Regions from separate parts of the Sus scrofa genome. Here region 2 is linked to region 1. A link is a contact called in public Hi-C data. All regions are on one chromosome and are shown on one strand. The core of a region is the stretch at or near the end of the contact, and the rest is flanking DNA. Distances in the headings are between cores, read along the strand shown.

Region 1 (7,292 bases), core at 2,541-5,040:
TTGTCGTAAGCACATAATGAATCAAAATCTTTAATGAAACCTGAAAATTTCTTCTGAATAGCACAAAGCATCATACTGTGTATATATTCTTTTTTTTTTCTTGTCTTTTTGCCTTTTCTAGGGCCGCAGCCACAGCAACGCGGGATCCGAGCCGCGTCTGCGACCTACACCACAGCTCACGGCAACGCCGGAACCTTAACCCACTGAACAAGTCCAGGGTCTGAACTCGCAACCTCATGGTTCCTAGTCGATTCATTAACCACTGTGTCACAACGGGAACTCCCGTACTGTGTATATATTCTAACACTGTATATGTTAAAAATAATTAGCCTTAATTAAAAGTATTACATTATTAAATGTAAACATGTAAAGTAGGCATTTAGGAGTTCCTGTGGTGGCTCAGCGAAAATGAATCTGACTAGCATCCACAAGGACTCAGGTTTGATCCCTGGCCTTGCTCAATGGGTAAAGCATCCAGTGTTGCTGTGAGTTGTTGTGTGGTGTGGGTCGCAGATGCATTTAAACCATAACACAGTATCAGCATTTCTTCATTTTTTTCCCTATGCTCATAAGAATTTAAGTGGCTTGGCCTTGTTTTTCAACCTCTGAGTTTGGGTGGATAGTATATTACCATTTAGAGAAGAAAGACTTCATAATATTTATTTATGTGTTTATTTTGTTTTATTTATTGTGGAATTTGTTATTACTGGTAGCATATAAGAAAACACCAAGGATCTTTCCCTAAACAGTGTCTCCCATAAATATTGAAAGATTGAATCCTGCGAGGAAAAGCTAAGTTATTTTTCTACGGTTCTGCCCTGGGGGAATTGGGATATGCTGCAATGCATTGAAGTTCTGAAGTCTCTGACAAGACACAACAGCTGCCTTGAAATGTCTGTATCGCTTAGTGGTGTCCCAGAATCTGACCACTGTCACCTTTGCAAGATCCCTCAGAGCCTCAGACCTCACCCCAAGACAGCACAACCTGAGACAGGCCAGCCAGGTCCTGGTCCTGCTCTAAAGAGGGGAATTGAGAGCTTCCCCTGCGCATTTTGTCTTCCAGAGGGGTAATGAGTCTTTTCGGGACAATTGGGGCGAAGAGAGCATCAAATCTCCTTATCGGTCTGATTCATCAAGTGCATTGAATCTCACACATGCTAGGAGCCCAAAATACACACCTGAACATTAACGTGAAAGAATAAGCGTGTCCTAGCCCTTCAGACGCAAATCCCTCCTTTTTGCTCCCCAGAAGTCAAGCTCAAGGCTGTAACTCCTGTAACTCAGTAAGCTCAAAGGTGAATATTTCGGAATTGAGGGAGACAAAGAGTCACAGCAGGACAGACCCGCAGGGGACAGGTTGTCAAGGTGACTACACCCGCCCTTAACAGTCGAAGGGTGATCCCGCCCCGCACTCCTTTTTCCGGATTTCCTTTGCGATTGGCTGAGAGGCGTGGCCTCGAGGCACCGGGACGCCTCTCAATTGGTTGGATCTCAGGCCCGCCTTTCACCATGAAAGGCCTGGGCCGATGTGAGGCCAGCTCCCTGGCAGCCAATCAGTGTGCGAGCTGAGTGTGGTTCGTCAGTGTGGACTGGATCCCTCCGCCGGCAGCGAGGGCGCGGGCTCCTGGATGGGCGGGGCGGGCTGGTGTCCTGAGAGGTTGTCCGGATGGGCCGCGGGGACGTTTGTCGTGCCAATTGGAGGAGAAAGGAGCAGAGCCACAGAACCGAGCAGCTTTGTCCCTAGGGGGCTATCCCTTCTTCTGAGAACTTCTCCAGCATATTCGAACACTCTCGTGGCATCCAAAAAATTAAAAAAAGACTCCCAAACCCAAAAGAATCAGTACAAATACACACAATAAATAAAAGAACGCCAAGAAAAATAAAAGAAAGGTGTAAATTGCCTGGAATATCCAAAAGAAATGCTCAATATAGTCTTAAAATATTGACAATATTGACAACTCTAAAACTCTCAAGTAACCTCTCCCTAAATATTTGCATTGATATTTTGCCCCGGGCTATAGGATTACCGAATCTGGGCACTTCTTTGAATTATAACCACCTACAATAGAGTGGAGTGGTGGGGGAAGATTTCCAAGCAAGTGCAGCCTTCTGGAGGTCGGAGAGAATAAGATTTCTCTGTATCCTATTGCACCATCTAACCCCTCCTTCACTTTTTGTGCCTGCTGAATACACTAGAGACTGTATTTTTCATGATCCTTTTCTTTGGAAGCCTGGCGTCTGAAAAATGAACTTTGCAAATACATAAGAAGCCAAATCAAACCAGAGGGTGGAGAGTCACCTCATCTGGTCACATTCCGTTCCCTGCTCAAAACAATTTAGAGATTAAACCGTAGCATGCTTTAGATGGCTTGTATGGCTGGTCTAAATCTCTAGGATTGGGGAGAGTGGCTCAGTGGTTAACGAATCCGACTAGGAACCATGAGGTTGCGGGGTTCGGTCCCTGCCCTTGCTCAGTGGGTTAACGATCCAGCGTTGCCATGAGCTGTGGTGTAGGTTGCAGACACGGCTCGGATCCATTGTTGCTGTGGCTTTGGTGTAGGCCAGGGGCTACAGCTCCGATTTGACCCCTAGCCTGGGAACCTCCATATGCCGCAGGAGCAGCCCTAGAAAAGGCAAAAAAAAGAGAAAGAACCCATTAGGATGCAGGTTCAATCCCCGGCCTTGCTCAATGGGTTAAAGGATCCAGCGTTGCTGTGAGCTGCTGCATGGGTCACAGAAATGGCTAAGATGGGATGTTGCTGTGACTTTGGTGTAGGCTGGCAGGTGCAGCACCGATTCCATTCCTAGCCTGGGAACTCCTATATATGCAGCAGCTGTGGCTGTAAAAAAGAATCCAACTGCAATGGCTTGGGTCACCGCGGAGGAACGGGTTCCATCCATGTTGCCCATGGATTCCATCCGATGACTCCCCACCATTTATTTATCTCTATTCCTGTTGAAGATCTTGACTTGTTGCCATATTTTCTCCTCTGCTCTCCCCTTGGGGCTGGAGAGGAAGTGGAGAGGTTGAACTTTGACACATCACTTGGGGTACGTACCATCTCCTCCTAGGTACGTACCATCCACCCGATTTCCACAGCCCCATGGGTGGGCAGGGAGGACCGAGGCAACCACACCAGCAAAGCCAGAAAAATCCTCCACCAGCTCTTTGGCCTGGTTAACTCAGCAAACTTGGCACAGTCCATTGGCTGACTCTTCCATCATTTACTTATCCCCATTTATATGTATATGCTGTATGTGAATATATATGTATCCTATATATCTGACCTATACAGGATTCGTATCTATAGATACCCATATATAAGTTTACATAGATAGACTTCTTTAAGTGTCTGCATATGCATGGAGATATTTTGGAAAGTAGAACAAAGACCTGCCGCTGGCTTAAATAAGCAGTCTTGGAGCTTAGACAGGTTGTAGCGGAAAACTGATTTTGCCCAAGTTCTAACAAAGGAGTCAGGAAGTGGGACTCAAGGGAAGGGCGAGAAGAACTTCTGGGGTAAGAAGCTGATAGACTTCTATTTCCAGCAGCTACTGAATAACAGGCTCTACCAGGCCAGTCCAGAATCAAGGTGATGGATGGTGGTTTCCAATCAGAGACTTAGCGCTGCTTTAACCCCTCCACGCTCCAGGCGATGTTGGGGAGCCTGTGCCCACGGAGCGGGCGCAGACACCTGGCCGGTGTATGAAGATTTCAGTCCTGCGGCGGCAGCACTCCTTTGCGAGGCGCGACTCCCGCGGAGGGTTACACCTCGAGAGGGGTGGGGCCTACAGAGGGGGGGCCTGGAGGGGGCGGGGCTCCCCGGGTGTCCTACCGGGTGGTCGCGCCCGCTGCAGTTGCTTTCAGTCAGCAGAGCAGCTCAGCCAGTAGTCTCGCACCCCAGCGTCAGCCGCCGTCCCCGGTCCGGTCTCCCGTCCCAGCGCAGCCGCGGCGTCCCTGCCGCAGCCATGTCCAAGGACACGCGGGCCGGGCAGGAGGAGATCCTGGAGTGCCAGGTGATGTGGGAGCCTGACAGCAAGAAGAACACGCAGATGGACAGCTTTCGGGAGGCCGCGGGCGCCGTCTGCGGCCTGGCCCTGGGTGAGTGCAGGGCGCGTGTTCTGGGGGCCGGGAGCTTCCAGAAATCGGCTTCCACCCAAGGGGTCCAAGGAACCACCTTGGCAGAAGGACCTTCCTCCTGGGGTCCGGGGCGCCTCCTATGCCTGAGCGTTGATGTCAGGACCCCACCTCGTAGTTGGAGTTGGACTCCTGATTTCCAGTTTCCCTACTCTGAGGCCTGGAGGAGCCATTGGAGATGGGGGCCCCTCTTCAGGGTGTAGCGCATCTTCTGACTGTGGGGCTTTGCCCCCTTGTCTGTGCGGGCTCTCACTTCCTTTTCTCTTCATTGCAGCATCCATCTCCCTGGCAGGATCGCCCCTCGGGCCTTGGGACCGTTGTAGACCGAGAAGTCCCTTGCTAAGTGTTCATCTGTAAAGTGGGGAGCTCCCTGGGGTCTTGCCATCCAGCCTGGGGGGGCTTCTCCCTGACACAGGGTCTTTCTGACTTTAGATTTTCTGGTCTCTTGGTGGAGGGAGGGGGTCACCTGCCAGCCATTGGTACCTTGGGCTGCCCTCTCGTACCCCACCAGGCTGACCCCACTAGAAGGCCAGCCTGGATTCCAGGCCCCTAGGAGAAGGATGGTCAGCTAGGGTTCTGTCTTTGGGATCCAGGTGGAAATCCCCTCACATGTTTATATACCTACCCTGAATGGAACCTGGGCCAGGGCCTCCCTTCCAACTCCCACCCTGGTGTCAGGAGCCACCGGGCTGGGTGTGGACCTGGGTGAGAAGTTTTCTCCCAGCTCTACCTGGCTTGTCCACCTACCTCCTGGGTACCCCCGGCCTCTGGGGTCTTCACCTATTAGGACCCTTTCCTCCCCTTCTCGCCCCCTCCGCTGGCACCAGGGACTCCAGTGATTCTGGCTTCTTCCATCACTCCCTTTCCCCCCCAATGCCAGCACCTCCTCTGGGGCTTTCATTTCCTCTTCTCTGAACACAGGTTCGTTTTCCTGCTTCCTGCTTTTCTTCCCTCCCCCTCAACACCACTGTGTGTTTTGCTTGGGCAGCCTTGAAGCACAGGTCTGACTTTATCAACACCGGGTCCCCTGCCCTACCCCCTCCAGGCTCACAATGTCTCCTTGTTGGCTGTGTATTTGCAAACCCTGCCACCTGGCAGCTTCCAAGCACGCCAGTGCGATGGGTGTCATAGCTTCCACGGAGCCCCTTCCCTTGGCTTCCCTCTCCCTCCTGCCTGCTCCTAGAAGAGCGCTTGGCTTATTACTGTCAGGGCCTTTCAGGTCATAGTTGCTAAGTTAATGTTTGTTGACCTGGGAGACAGACTTGACTCCTAAGAAGAGCCAGGAGTGGAACTACATCCTCATTCCGTGTTACTTTGCCTTGATTCTGTCTCTCTCTTTTTTCAATCCTCGGCTCAGCACACTGGGTTTTTTTCTTCTTTTTTCTCACGCCTGCACTTGTGGCATATGGAAGTTCCCGGGCATATGAAATAGTTCCCAGGTCGAATCAGAGCTGCAGCTGCCGGCCTACACTACAGCCGTAGCAACACCAGACTGAAGCCTCATCTGCAGCCTACACCACAGCTCATGCCAATGCTAGATCCTTAACCCCCCGAGCAAGGCTAGCGATTGAACTTGCATCCTCACAGAGACAGTGTTAGGTCCTTAACCCACTGAGCCACAACAGAAACTCCCCATCTCTCTCTTCTCTGCCAGCTGTTCTCCTGGGGATTGCCTAGCCCTGATGTTTTACAAACTGATTTCACAGAAGGGTGGTCCTGTGAGGTTGGTGAGACCTATTTGTAATCTGACTAGCCATGCAATCCGAAGGAAGTCACTGGACCTCCCTGAGCCTCAGTTTCTTATCTGTTAAATGGGCAGAATGAGAGGCCCGTGTCATTGGGTGGATGTGAGGGTGACAGGAGATGACCAGGCCCAGTGCTGGCCTGCACCTGACCTGTGGGGGTTGTGGAGTAAATACTGGCAGCACCGTAGCTCACAGCCTGCCTGTCTATCTCCTGTCTGTCCTTTAAGGCTGGGATTGGTGGCCCGTGGGCCAGATTGGACCTGCTGACTTAGTTTGGGTGGCTCACACATTGAAAGATTGCATAGGAAAAACAAGATCTCAAGTTTCTTTTGAAAACTCAAAGCCCAGGGATGCTGGGTCTGTGTCCTCACGTGACAGCATCAGCTGAGTTGAGTGGGAATCCTCTCTTGGTCTAGGGGTGGTTTGGAGCTAGGTTTTTTCTTTTTTCTTTTCTTTTCTTTTTTTTTTTTTTTTTTTGGCTTTTCAGGGCTGCACCCACAGCATATGGAGGCTCCCAGGCTAGAGGTTGAATCGGAGCTATAGCTGCAAGCCTCCACCACAGCCACAGCAACTCGGGATCCAAGCCACATCTGCAGCCTACATTACAGCTCACGACAGTGCCGGATCCATGACCCACTGAGTGAGGCCAGGGATTGAATCCGAAACCTCATTTGTTTCTGCTGTGCTGTGACGGGAGCTCCTGGAGCTAGGTTTTTTCTTTTCCTTCTCTTCCACTCCTGATGGTTGACTCAACCTGCTTCTCTCTTTTCCGTGGACCTGGCTCTGGAGGTTTGGGGTTTTGCTTTAAGAACAAACTCAAGTGCCACCTACCCTTTGGTTATCCTCTCTGACCATTTTTTCCTCTGCTCTCCAAGTGCATGTAATTTAGACTTTCAGCCTGCTTTGCCTTTTCATTTACTTGTGAGCACTCATTGCTTGAAGACAGCACCTCTTGGAGTTCCCTGGCGGCCTAGCAGGTTAAAGGTCTGACATGGTCACTCCAGTGGCTGGGGTCACTGTTGTGGCAAGGGTTTGGCCCAAGAACTTCTGCATGCTGCGGGCACCACCAAAGGAAAAAAAAAACGACAGCACCCTTGAACTTGTGTCTGCACCGCCAGCGGTGGCTTGTGTGTAGCTGGCATAGTGAGTGGTGCTGTTGCTGGGGTATACAGGGAGAAAAGCACATGATCTCTCAGGCCTTGAGGGTGAATGGACCGGATGAATCCCTCAGCCTGGCCGCCTCCTCTCCTTGCAGTTTAGCAGGGGCAGAGCTATAAAGTCTCTCCTCCGGGACAAGTGCCATTGTCAACGGCTTCTAAGCAGAGCTCACCTGGGGACTCCCCGCATGCCCACCTAGTCCTCAGGTCTTCTAGGGAAAGACATTGGGGGCAGCCTGCAACCCAGCCTAA
Region 2 (6,973 bases), core at 280-2,779, 33 kb before region 1:
CCTGGGTATTTCCATATGCCACAGGTGCAGCCTTAAAAAGAAAAACAAAACAAAAAAATATATATATATTATATACCAAAGGGTTATCTCCAGAAGATATAAAGAACATTTGATAAAGAAAAAAGAAAAAGGTACATACACAACACCAGGGGTCTAATAAATAAACTGTTGAATAAGAAACCAATCACAAAAATCATACCTTAATACATATAAAGTTCCAAAAGAGGCAAAATGAATCCCCTAAATTTTGGAGGGAGCATAGTGAACAAGGCAGAACAAAAGGAAACTTTCTGCAAAGATGGTAATGTTCTTTTTCTCTACCTGTGTGTTGTTTAAATTCATAGAGAGGTACCTTATGATTCGTGCCTTTTCCTCTCCGCAAGCTTGCTATAGTTCAAAAAAAAAAGAGGATAAAATATGGAGTCAATCAATATATGAAAACCTCACCAGGAATGCAGAAAAATGTGAGTTCAAAAATAAGATAAAAATTTTCACTCTTTGGCAAAAGTTAAGTTTTATTTTCCTGGTTGTCTCAAAAAATGGTGAGACACAGTGTGCTTGATTTAGTGTGCAAACAAGGCCCTTGCATTCTATTTGGTTATTAAGGCTCTTAAGTCTTTTAAAACCAATAAACCTCCCTTGCTTTCATTTTTTATGTCATTTACTTATTGAAGAAACTGGGTCATTTGTCCTGTAGAATGCTCCACATTCTGGCTATGGCTGATGGCTTCTGCTGCTTCTAATTTTTTCCTCCATCCCCCCATATTTCCTGTAAACTGATGGTTAGATGTTGAGGCCACTTCAAGTTCGGGCCCAGAGTATTTTGGCAAGAATCAATCATAGATGGAGCTTGGTACTTCTGCCTGGAACACTAGCAGGTCCAAGTCCTGACTACTTGGCTGCTCCATTTTCAAGTTCTCCACCAACCTGCCACCCTTTGGTTCAAGTCTCTTGATGATCATCGCCTGGATCCATTATTTCATTAAGCGGTACAAAATGATTTTCTAATTTCTAGTCTCTCTCACTGCCTCCTCATCTACTAGCTGGACTTTCCTAAAAAGAACTTTTCCATCCTCCACTATTTCGTGACTCCGAAAATAGAGTTCGTTCAAGAAGGGCGGGAGGGACGCCTGATACTTATTTAAACATTTCAGAATGAATGAATAAGCTGGTACCCATGCCATTGGCAACGTTATCTATTTGTTGGGTACCATTTAAATTCCCCGATATATAAAAAATACGTAGTTGTTGCTTTCCAATCAATTTCAATCATTGTCCTTGTTGGGGCTGTTTCAACTTTTACAAGCTTGGGTTTCTTTTCATATGTAGAAAAGTTAAAAATAAAAATTATTAGAAAAAAAAAAAAGAAAGTATGAAAGAAAAAAGGAAAGGTTAAAGTCCCATCAGGTCAGGGAGGGCTTCCGGGGGTGGGGGTGGGGAGCTCAGTAACCTCTAAGCCGCCCCGCGCGCTCAGGCTAGGTCCCCCGCGGTACCGCGTCCGGGGGCGGGGCGAGGCGTGGGCAGGGCCGTCGCGCCTTTGCGCGCGGGGCGGGGCAGGTGGCGCGGCGGTGGCGGCAGCAGAGGTGCGGCGCGCGGCTCCGGAGCGCGCCAACGCGGTCCCCGCCGGAGTCGCGGCGTACCTCCGTGTGGCCCTCACCCGTCTCCCCAACTCGATATCCCACTGGCCTCAGGATGGGCGCGCGCGTCTCGGGCAGGCCCCGAGCCGGGACTGGGTTCCTGCTGCTGCTGCTGCTGCTCGGGCTGCTGGCCCCGGGGGCGCAGGGAGCGCGGGGCCGCGGCGGCACCGAGAAGAACAGCTACCGCCGCACAGTCAACACCTTCTCGCAGAGCGTCAGCAGCCTGTTCGGCGAGGACAACGTGCGCGCCGCTCAGAAGGTGGGCGCCGGGCCCGCGCCTGCGGTCACCTTGCCCGGCCGCCGCGCACCTGGCGTCGGGGCCCACTTGGGCCGTGCGCAGCCTCCAGGGCTGCCGGCCGGCCGGGGCGCGGGAAGAGGGGGGCCCGGGCCGGGGGCGGGGGTGCCGGGCCTGCGCCCCGGGGGCCTGCCGCCTGGGGCCCGCGCCCCTGCCGGGCCAGCGCCGGGTCTAGCGGCTCGTTCCGGCGCGGGGCCGGGGCGCAGGGCGTCTCTTTCTCGCTGCACTTCTCCTTGGACCTTGTCCCCGGGGGCAGCGCGGCCAGGGCATCCCCGCAGATGCGCTGACGCCGGCAGCGCCTCTCATTCATTCATTCAACGCGTCTGAATGAGCGCCTACTGTGAGCCAGGCACCGTGGCGGCTGCCCAGGGGGCGCCCTGCCGGCTCGCGCCCGCTCGCTCTCCCCACGCTGCTGCGCTCTCCGCAGCAACCCCAAATTTCCTCTAGCCTAGCAGCCGACCCACTTCCCCTGAGCACCTTTGGCCTTCCTCCTTTTGCTTTGAAGATATTTAAGTCTCTCTCTCTTTTTTTTTTTTTTAAAGGAAAGGCGTAATGCAGTCAATTCTGTTACTTTGGCTACCTGGCTTGGTAGCCCTGAGCCCCTACTGTGTGCAGGGTCTTTTACTTGGAGCGTTTTGTTTCCTTGGGAGCTGTTTAAGAGCCTCAGAACCCTGGGAATGGTGTTGAGCGCTCCGGAGAAGAGCAGGAAGTTCTTTCTCCTCGCTGTGCCCTCTGTAGCTGGGTGAGAGGCGCCATTGGGGTAAAAGTCCACTGAGAAGGGGGAAGTGAATAAATAAGGGGACAGTTGTCTGTGGTCATGCGGGCCTTAAGTACAGTCCTTGCTGTTCCACCTCTTAATTCCTTTGCTCTGTGCCAGTTTGGGGTTTTGGAGTGGAAAGAAGTTTGAATTTAAATTCCAGGTCTCAGAGTTCCCTGGTGGCCTGGTGGTTAAGGATCCACGTGGTCACTGCAGTGGCGAGGGTTAGATCCCAGGACCGAAAACGTCTTCGTTCCTCAGGTCTTACTAAATGGCTTTGGGCAACTGATTTTACTTTTTAGAATCTCAGTTTCTTTTCTTTCTTTCTGTCTGTCCTTTTGTCTGTCTGTTGTTCTGTCTGTCTTTCTTTTTAGGGCTGCACCCCAGGCATGTGGAAGTTCCCAAACTAAGGGTCAAATTGGAGCTGCAGCTGCCAGTCACAGCCACAGCAACATGGGATACAAGCTTGTCAGCGACCTACTTCACAGCTTACAGCAATGCCTTATACTTAACCCACTAAGGCCAGGGATGGAACCCACATCCTCATGGATACTAGTCGGATTCGTTACTGCTGAGCCACAATGGGAACTCCTCAATATCTTTATAGATTATACTCCATGTATAGTTACTATAAAATATTGGCCATATTCCCTGTGGAGTATGTCCTTATAACTTTAAAATTTTGTATTTAGTCGTTTTTACCTCTTAAACCCTAACCGATATTTTGGCCCTCCTCCCTTCCCTCTCCCCAGTGTTAACCACTAGTTTGTTCCCTGTATCTGTGAGTTTGCTTCCTTTTTGGTATATTCACTAGTTTGTTATTTTTTAGATTCTGCATATAAGTGATATTATACAGTATTGTCTTTGGCTTATTTCACTAAATGTAATACCCTCCAGGTCCATCCATGTTTCTGCAAAGGTCATTGTATCATTCTTTTTGTGGCTGAATAGTATTCCGTGTGTGTGTGTGTGTGTGTGTGTGTGTGTGTAGGTATATATCTATGTATATATATTTATATATCACATCTTCTTGTCTGTCTTTTTGATTGTAGCCATTCTAGTGGGGCTGACAAGGTATCTCCCTGTGGTTGTGGCAGATCTGTTGACTTTGGGGGTTTTTTTGGTATTATTATTATTGTTTTGGCTGCACACATGGCATACAAAAATTCCCAGGCTAGGGGTTGAACAATGATTGCACCACAGCAGTAACAACACTAGATCCTCAACCACTAAACCACCAGGGAACTCTTATTTGTTTATTTATTTTTATTGGAGTATAGTTGCTCCTCAAAGTTGTGTTAGCTTTAGGTGTACAGCAGAGTGATTCAGTTATACACATACATATATTCATGCTCTTTAAGATATTTTTCTCATATAGGTAATTACAGAATATTGGGTAGTTTTCCTGTGCTGTGCAATAGGTCTTGTTGGTTCAGATCAGTTGACCTTTTTTTGTCCTTTTTTTTTTTGTATTTTCTTGGGCCACTCCCACAGCATATGGAGGTTCCCAGGCCAGGGGTCTAATCGTAGCTGTATCTGCTGGCCTACACCAGAGCCATAGCAACATGGGATCCGAGGCACATCTGCGACCTACACCACAGCTCACGGCAACACTGGATCCTTAACCCACTGAGCGAGGGCAAGGATCGAACCTGCAACCTCATGGTTCCTAGTCGGATTCATTAACCACTGAGCCACAAAGGAACTCCTGACTTTTTTTTTTTTTTTTGTATAAATTTTTTTTCCCTTTTTATGGCCATACCTGCAGCATATGGTGTTCCTAGGCCAGAGGGTTGAATTGGAGCTGCAGCTGCTGGCCTATGCCACAGCCACAGCAACATCAGATCTAAGCTGGCCCTGTGACCTACACCACAACTCACGGTGACACTGGATCCTTAACCCACTGAGCAAGGCCAGGGATCAAAACTGCCTCCTTACAGAGACTAGTCAGGTCCTTAACCTGCTGAACCACAACAGGAACTCCCAGACTGGGTGACTTTTGAATTGTCCCACGATGGGTCTGATAGTCTCCTCTGGGTTAGACTGAGGATGCACAATTCCAGCAAGAATTGTGCGTGAGGCTCTTGAGTCCTGGCTTGAGTAGTACATCAGGGCATGGGGTGTTGGCCTGTCTCATTACTTTACTCTTAGCTTGAGGCTGGTGGACCTTCTGGCCTGGAAGGTGCCTTTTCCCCTTTGTCATTCATTTGTGATGTGTGGGTAATGTTCCAGTGCTTTCAGTTCACATAACCTTGGTCTTTCATCATGTTCCTTAGGTGCTTGGGCGGCCTCTGAGCTGCAGAAACTCTTGCCCCTTCTCTGTGAATGTGAAGACACATTTCCCTTTTTTTTAAATTTATTTTTCTCCCATTTTTTTTATTACTCAAATGAATTTATTACATCTGTAGTTGTATAATGATCATAACAATCTGATTTCACAGGATTTCCATCCCACAGCCCATACACATCCCCCCACCCCCCAAACTGTCTCCTCCAGAGACCATAAGTTTTTCAATGTCTGTGAGTCAGCATCTATTCTGCAAAGAAGTTCCGTCTGTCCTTTTTTCAGATTCCACATGTCAGTGAAAGCATTTGATGTTGGTGTCTCACTGTATGGCTGACTTCACTTAGCATGATAGTTTCTAGGTCCATCCATGATGCAAAAAATGCTGGTATTTCGTTCTTTTTAATGGCTGAGTAATATTCCATTGTGTATATGTACCACATCTTCTGGATCCACTCCTCCCTCGATGGACATTTAGGTTGTTTCCATGTCTTGGCTATTGTAAATAGTGCTGCAGTGAGCATTGGAGTACATGTGTCTTTGCGAGTCGTGGTTTTCTCTGGATAGATGCCCAGGAGTGGGATTACTGGATCAAATGGTAATTCTATGTTTAGTTTTCTGAGGAATCTCCGTACTGCTTTCCACAGTGGTTGCACCAATTTACAATCCCACCAACAGTGTACTAGGGTTCCTTTTTCTCCACACCCTCTTCAGCACTCATTGTTTGTAGACTTTTGGATGCTGGCCATTCTGGCTGGTGTAAGGTGGTACCTCATTGTGGTTTTGACTTGCATCTCTCTAATAATGAGTAACATGGAACATCTTTTCATTTGTTTCTTGGCCATCTGTATGTCTTCTTTGGAGCACATTTCCCTTTTTGACCTGATTTCTTAAGCATGTGCCTGGGGGTGACAGGGGTGAGGAGAGATTAGGATGAGGATGCCCTCCAGGTTGAGGAGGAGGGTGATGAAATCCTGAGCTGGAGCAATCTTATCTTCTCCCATGGCCATGGCCACAGGCCTTCTGAGTTTATTGACCTGAATCTTCCTCGTTTTAACTTCATCCTGAAAATTGTCCAACATACCCAAAGGGAGGAAGAGTCATGTAATGAACTCCCATACCCATCACCCAGTGCTTCCACTTATCAACTTTTTGCTGTTCTTATTACACCTCTTCCCCAATCAAAAAAAAAAAATATTTAAGCCTGGAATAGTATTTTAAAGCTAAACCAAGACACATTAGTTCACTTTTGAATACTTAAGGCTACGTCATTAGCAAAGAAACATTCTGCAGCCTTCCCTGGTAGCCTAGCAGTTAAGGATCCAACATTTTCACTGCTGTGGCTAGGGTGTCGTCCCTGGCCCAGGACCTTCTGCATGCCACGGGCATGGACCAAAGAAGAATCACATTTTCAGATTCTTTTTCTCTTACAGTTTATTACAAAATATTAACTATAGTTCCCTGTGTTATACAATATGTCCTTGTTCGTTATCTATTTTATATATAGTAGTGTGTGTCTCTTAATCCCAGCTCCTAATTTCTCCTCTCCCCCTCTTTCCCTTTTGGTAAATTCATTTGTATCTTTCCCTTATTTTTCTGTTTTTTTTTAGATTCCACATACAAGTGATATCATATGATGTTTGTCTTTCTCTGTCTGACTTCACTTAGTGTGATAATCCTTAGGTCCATGTTACTGCAAATGGCATTTTTTTCATCCTTTTTTATGGCTGAGTCATATTCCACTGTATATATGGACCACATCTTTATCCATTCCTCTGTTGATGAACATTTAGGTTGCTTCCACGTCTTGGCTATTGTGAATAGTGTTGCTGTGAACATTGGGGTGTGTGATATGTCTATTAAATCTTTTTTTTACTCTCTTCATTTTTTTAGAACATTTCGGGATTTACAGAAACATTGAGGCGGTTTGTGGTTTCCTATTGTGGCCCAGCAGGTTAAGAACCTGACTAGTATCCATGAGGATATAGGTTTGATCCCTG

Evidence for each region. Hi-C and Micro-C count contacts between places; a contact is called where the count stands out from the background.
Region 2: a contact with region 1 is called in a Hi-C map of embryonic fibroblasts, with 2.0 times the contacts expected there. The contact joins the promoter of BRI3BP here to the promoter of AACS in region 1. A contact is called at or near these places in 1 of 5 promoter capture datasets (liver) and 10 of 47 Hi-C or Micro-C datasets (brain, embryonic fibroblasts, epiblast stem cells and 4 more).

Annotation. Positions count from the first base shown.
Region 1 is chr14:28,165,759-28,173,050 of Sscrofa11.1, reverse strand. AACS (acetoacetyl-CoA synthetase) reads left to right here and starts at 3,790. Exons shown (of 18, transcript XM_021072487.1): 1 at 3,790-4,102. The coding sequence starts at 3,970.
Region 2 is chr14:28,196,662-28,203,634 of Sscrofa11.1, reverse strand. BRI3BP (BRI3-binding protein) reads left to right here and starts at 1,529. Exons shown (of 3, transcript XM_001924273.7): 1 at 1,529-1,896. The coding sequence starts at 1,693.